Linked DNA regions of Mus musculus: region 2 is linked to region 1. Evidence: chromatin contacts called from public capture Hi-C data. All regions are on one chromosome and are shown on one strand. Each heading gives the region's core, a stretch centred on a gene start, on an enhancer-like site or on the middle of the called end of the contact. The rest is flanking DNA. Distances are from core to core; before and after follow the strand shown.

Evidence for each region. Capture Hi-C pulls out chosen DNA fragments and counts their contacts.
Region 2: a capture Hi-C map of macrophages shows a contact between it and region 1, with 4 times the contacts expected there. The contact joins the promoter of Cdx2 here to the promoter of Gpr12 in region 1. A contact is called at or near these places in 7 of 39 promoter capture datasets (the C10 cell line, embryonic stem cells, liver and 2 more), 3 of 484 Hi-C or Micro-C datasets (B cells and embryonic stem cells), 2 of 115 datasets of contacts at active chromatin or transcription factors (embryonic forebrain and forebrain) and 4 of 9 other capture datasets (adipose tissue, embryonic stem cells, liver and 1 more).

What each region holds. Positions count from the first base shown.
Region 1 is chr5:146,583,924-146,586,627 of GRCm38.p6, reverse strand. It overlaps Gpr12 (G-protein coupled receptor 12), which reads left to right and starts at 1,389. Exons shown (of 2, transcript NM_001359056.1): 1 at 1,389-1,883; 2 at 2,503-2,704. The coding sequence starts at 2,518. Gm34333 (a long non-coding RNA gene) reads left to right here. Exons shown (of 4, transcript XR_377206.1): 4 at 1-12.
Region 2 is chr5:147,305,904-147,308,607 of GRCm38.p6, reverse strand. Cdx2 (caudal type homeobox 2) reads left to right here and starts at 1,359. Exons shown (of 3, transcript NM_007673.3): 1 at 1,359-2,163. The coding sequence starts at 1,626.

The DNA.
Region 1 (2,704 bases), core at 140-2,639:
TTATTTTATGTATATTAAGTGTTTGCTTGTATTGTGTGTACCTTGTGCATGTAATGCTCCAGGAGGCCAGAAGAGGGCGTCGTATTCCCTGGAACTGGAGTTGCAGATGGTTGTGAGTCACCTTATACGCGCCTGGAACTGAACCCAGGTCCACTGCAAGAGCAGTCAGAGCATGTAACCACTGAGCCACCTCTCCAGCCCCACATTGCTCATTTCCCATTGCTCTGTTCTAAAAATGCTTCCGCTTATTACAAAGAAATGAAAAGAGACAGGAGCATCCCTTCACAGCAGTACCTGCTACCTGGGATAATGTTGATTTTTGTCTTACCACTGGTCCAGGGTGTGTCTGTGAGTGCTAAGATAATGTCTTCGTGAATTTGTTCACGCAGGCTTTCAAACGGTCCTTGACGCAAGTGATGTCTCCTTTCCATACACACGACTATTAAACTCCATAGAACCTCGTTTCTTAAAGTGTGACCCGCAGGTCGGCATCACCAGCATCTTGGGACTGACGCCGGGACCCCAACCCCAGAACTGCTGGTTTCTAAGTCAAGTTTCAGAAGTGTTGCCGCAGGGAATACAGGACTCAGAAAGAGTCCTGGAGCCTTTTGGGGGACATGAGAAGACTCAGCAGAAAACTCAACAGCTCCACGTGTCCCAAAGCAGAATGTCCAGGGAGAGAGTTCAGAAGCAGTGTGAGAGCTCAGGTTGGGCGGAACGGATCTGCTGCATTATGGCAAGGTCACACCGGGTTTAGTGTGTTGCCTTAGTGAGAAAGGGGGAAGGGGCGGCTAGAGGAAGGTTGTAACCAGGGAGGTGAAGGGAGGGTTTTGGTACCAGGAGCATGACACGGTAGAGACAGCTGCTGATGGATGCGCGCGGGGCTGGGGCTGGGGTGGGGGAACATGGGGTAAAAAGAGATCTAAGACTTGGAGCCTGGTAGGCTGGAGTAGGAATTTCAGTGAGACACAGGGGAGGCAGATGCATCTGATGATAACCCCATATGAAGGGTCCTCAGGATCCTTTGCCTTGCACAACATTGAGGTCACACGGAAATAGGACTTTTCTCCTCCCACCTTTAGGCTGGAGAGCGTGATTAAATTTAAGATCTGATCCGGTTCCAGGATGAGAGACACAGGCTAGTCCTTTTCCGGCAGGCAACCTTCAGGATCTTAACCCTAGACTCCGCGGATGAGGTACAGGAAACAATAAATTAATAAGTGTCACTTGGGTACTTAAATGAATTGGGTTTGGGCCAGTGCCTGAAGGAAGCTTTTGCAAGAATGCCCTAAATGATTTCCACTCGCGAACGGCTCCGAGAGTGCCTAATAAGTGCAGCTGGGCGATCTAAGTAGCAGCAGCTCCTATCCAGTTAAGCGAACGTCCCCAAGGGAACAATAATTTGCAGACCGGCCAACTGCAATCTAAGAGAGGGAGTCGCTTGCTGTTGTAAGTCTCCTCCGCCAGCCCTAACCTGCTTACCCCGCATTCCTCCTGTTCATCCCGAAAACCCGGCCGTTTACAATTCTTTAGGGGAAAGCATAAGAAGCCGAGCCCCAGGGTCAAGGGCGCCTCGGGGAAGCCACAGGATCAAAGTAGGTCGCCAGACTCTCCGGCCGTTCGAGTGGGTCTTCGCATGACTGTTGCAGGCGGGCGTCCACGGTGGCGGGCTCCCGCCCCTCACGCAGCTGCGACCTGCGGGGGCGCGCGCAGCCTCGTGGGGTTCCCGCGGATGCGCGCCCGGCGGGGAGCGCGGAGGGCGGAGAGCCGGGCGCGAGCACCGCAGCTCACCTGCCGCGGGCGCCACCACGGACGTGCCACGCGGGTGGCCCGAGCTATTCGGCAGCACTGAAGGAGCCACCCCTCGGCCAGGGCGTGCCAAGGTGACCCCCGGTAACCCCCTGCCCCGCAGGCTGCGCGTCCCCGCTGCTAGGGGAGCGGTGCCAAATGCATGCATATCTTTCTCTCTGTCTGTCTGGGCACCTCTGTGGTACACACCTACCTTTTTTGTAGCCCTTGCACTCTGAGCGGTGCACATGGGAGAGACTGGGACCCCACCCCTTTGTTTGAGTCTGGAGGTGTGTTTGGGGGTGTGCTCGCGCGTGAGGTATGTTTGGGAAGGGTGGGAGTTTGGGGCCCTTAAAATATTCCACCCTCCTGCAGACTTGTGGCTGCTGGGCGGTGCTCTCTCAGCAGCCCAGATGTCAAACAGTTGTTGGTTTTCGGCATGGGAGATGCAATTAGCCAATGTCGGTTTTCAGCGTTTTGGCAAGTGTGCGAGTGTGCATGTGCCGCCTCGGGAGTCCTGATCCGTGTTTCCCTCAGAGACAAACAGCATTTCGGTTGCAGACTTTAGCTTTTGTTTTTAATTCCTGAAGCTCGTGGCATTTTGACACTGATAGCTGAGCCCAGGGTTGTCTGTCTTTCTCTGTGTGTTTTGCATGATCTTGGATTGGCACCCTACTGTACCCAAACATTAAAAAGCCTGTCTTTCCGTTGAAGAGGACAGGGGTTAAAATGAACGAAGACCCGAAGGTCAATTTAAGCGGGCTGCCTCGGGACTGTATAGATGCCGGTGCTCCAGAGAACATCTCAGCCGCTGTCCCCTCCCAGGGCTCTGTTGCGGAGTCAGAACCCGAGCTCGTTGTCAACCCCTGGGACATTGTCTTGTGCAGCTCAGGAACCCTCATCTGCTGTGAAAATG
Region 2 (2,704 bases), core at 110-2,609, 720 kb before region 1:
GGGTTCCAACCTCAGCCTTGGCTCAGAAAAGTATTTTCTTCCGTAGCAGTAATGAATAGCGACAACGGTGGATTCATTCCGTGGGATGAAAAGCAAATTTCTGCAGAGAGAGCTTTCACTTTATAAAGGACAGAGTGCTGTTTTAAACTAATTTAATGCTTTAATATTTATTTTATTATTATTTATGGGTATGGCTGTTTTTGACTGCATGTATGCCTCTGTATCACTCACGTATGGTGGCTGGACACCAAAAGAGGGTGTCATATCTACTTGGGCTGGAGTTCTGGAGTTTTGAGCCCACCAAATGGGTACTGGGAATTGAACATGGGTCCTCCGCAAGAGCAGGCAGTGTTCTGGCTGAGCTATCTCTCCTCAGAAGAAAGTGTTTTAAGCATGACATAAGACAAGAATAACTAGATAGGTGTCAGCACAAATACTTCCCTTGATTAAAACAAAACAAAACAAACAAACTCTTAAATACACTCAGGAAAAACACAAGTGTAATTGTGGAAGTTTCAAACCGAATACGTCGTGTAATTAGCATTTTGCTTAAGGGAGAGAAATATATCAGGATCCCAGCCATCCACTAATTACTGCCTTCCATATCGTGGGTCCAGTTGTTGGCTTTGAAGAGGGTTTCGATTGTTTAATGTAATAGTTTTTAAAAATGAATTGCTTTCCTTGAACTTAAATCTTAACTGTAAGACAAATCCTGGGGTGGGGGGCGCAACCTGGAGGTAGAATCGTCTTTTCTCTTTTGTAGAGGCCGAGTGGTTTCCTTTGACAAGGAAATAAATGTATTGCTGAGGGTTGTCCGACCGTCCGTCCGTCAGTCTCCTCCTGGTTCTCAGAGCGGGAAGGAATAGCCTTCACCGCAGCTCTACAAGCCACCTACCTCCTGGGTTGGTCAGAAAGCTCTTCAAAGCAATGACTTCCCTCCCCCCCCCCCCCTTTCTTGACCACCTTCTGCCTGAGAATGTACGAAAGGCTGCGCCCGCCCGTTTCCAAACCCAGCTTCCCACCAAGCCTGCCTTTCTGGACTTCCCAAGGCGTTTGCAAGTCTCTTCATTTCAGTCTTTGAACCTGTGATTGGAGGTTAAAGTGCACCCAGGTTGGAAGGAGGAAGCTCGTAGCTAGCAAGAAGGGCCTGAATATTCAGCTGTGATCTGGTCGCTGCCCTCTCAGGAGCGCCCCCCTCCCCAACTTTTAAAATGCAAATCGTGTTTCTGGGGGTGGTGGTGGTGGGGACTGTGTGCGTAGCGCGCTGCGCCTCGACGTCTCCAGCCATTGGTGTCTGTGTCATTACTAATAGAGTCTTGTAAACACTCGTTAATCACGTAAGGCCGCTGGCCTGGGACTCCGCGAGCCAACCTGCGGCGGGTCATCCCCGCCTCTACAGCTTACTGGCAAGGAGGTGGGAGGAAAGAAGGAAGAGAGGGGAGGAGGCAGGACGGAGGGAGGGACTGCCCGGGAGGCAGAAGCTCTGCAAGGAGCCGACGGAGCACCGTGGGCTGAGGTGCAGCCAGCTACCTTTATCTCTAGCCCCCTGCGCCTCGCGCCTCTGGCAGCCTTCAACGTTTGTCCCCAGACAGCATGGTGAGGTCTGCTCTGGGTCCCTCGCCACCATGTACGTGAGCTACCTTCTGGACAAGGACGTGAGCATGTATCCTAGCTCCGTGCGCCACTCCGGCGGCCTGAACCTGGCTCCGCAGAACTTTGTCAGTCCTCCGCAGTACCCGGACTACGGTGGTTACCACGTGGCGGCCGCGGCGGCTGCTACGGCGAACTTGGACAGCGCTCAGTCCCCAGGGCCATCCTGGCCCACCGCGTACGGCGCCCCTCTCCGCGAGGACTGGAATGGCTACGCACCCGGGGGCGCTGCGGCAGCCAACGCGGTAGCCCACGGTCTCAATGGTGGCTCCCCGGCCGCCGCTATGGGCTACAGCAGCCCCGCCGAATACCACGCGCACCATCACCCGCATCATCACCCGCACCATCCGGCCGCCTCGCCGTCCTGCGCCTCCGGCTTGCTGCAGACGCTCAACCTCGGCCCCCCGGGGCCCGCAGCCACCGCCGCCGCCGAACAGCTGTCCCCCAGCGGCCAGCGGCGAAACCTGTGCGAGTGGATGCGGAAGCCCGCGCAGCAGTCCCTAGGAAGCCAAGGTAAGCGGTGCCGGGGCGCGCCCCAGGTCCCGCGTGCGTTGGGGCTGTCGCGGGCTGTCTGCCAGCTCCTAGCCAGGACAGGAGAAGGGGCAAAGGGGGAAATACAGGTGGATTCATCCCAGGAGTGTATATTTGTGTCTCGCTCCCCCAGGTTTGTTTAGGGCAGTACCCCATTGGCAACCTCGGGACGCCTTCGGAAGCTCCCGGTAGTGTCCTAAGCACTGTCGCCCGCCGCGAGCTGAATCGTGCCCTTGAGTTGGCTGCCTCCCGCATTCCTTACACCGTTCCTGGCCGAGAGGGTCGGGCCGCTTGGATTCTCTTTGCCGTGCCTACTCAACTTAGCTACCTGCTTTTCTTCTTCCATCTGAGGTACCCCCCCGAAAGGGCCAGGGAGTGTGGAGGCTGCGCCAGGATCAGTTTGGCCATTAGGGTCTACTGAAGGGGTCGGTGCTGCTGCGAGCACAGACGCCGCGGTGCGCCCCTGGAGAGAAGGCGGAGCCCCCCAGAAGCCTCGGAGGAAGTGGGGGAACTCCAGGGTCCC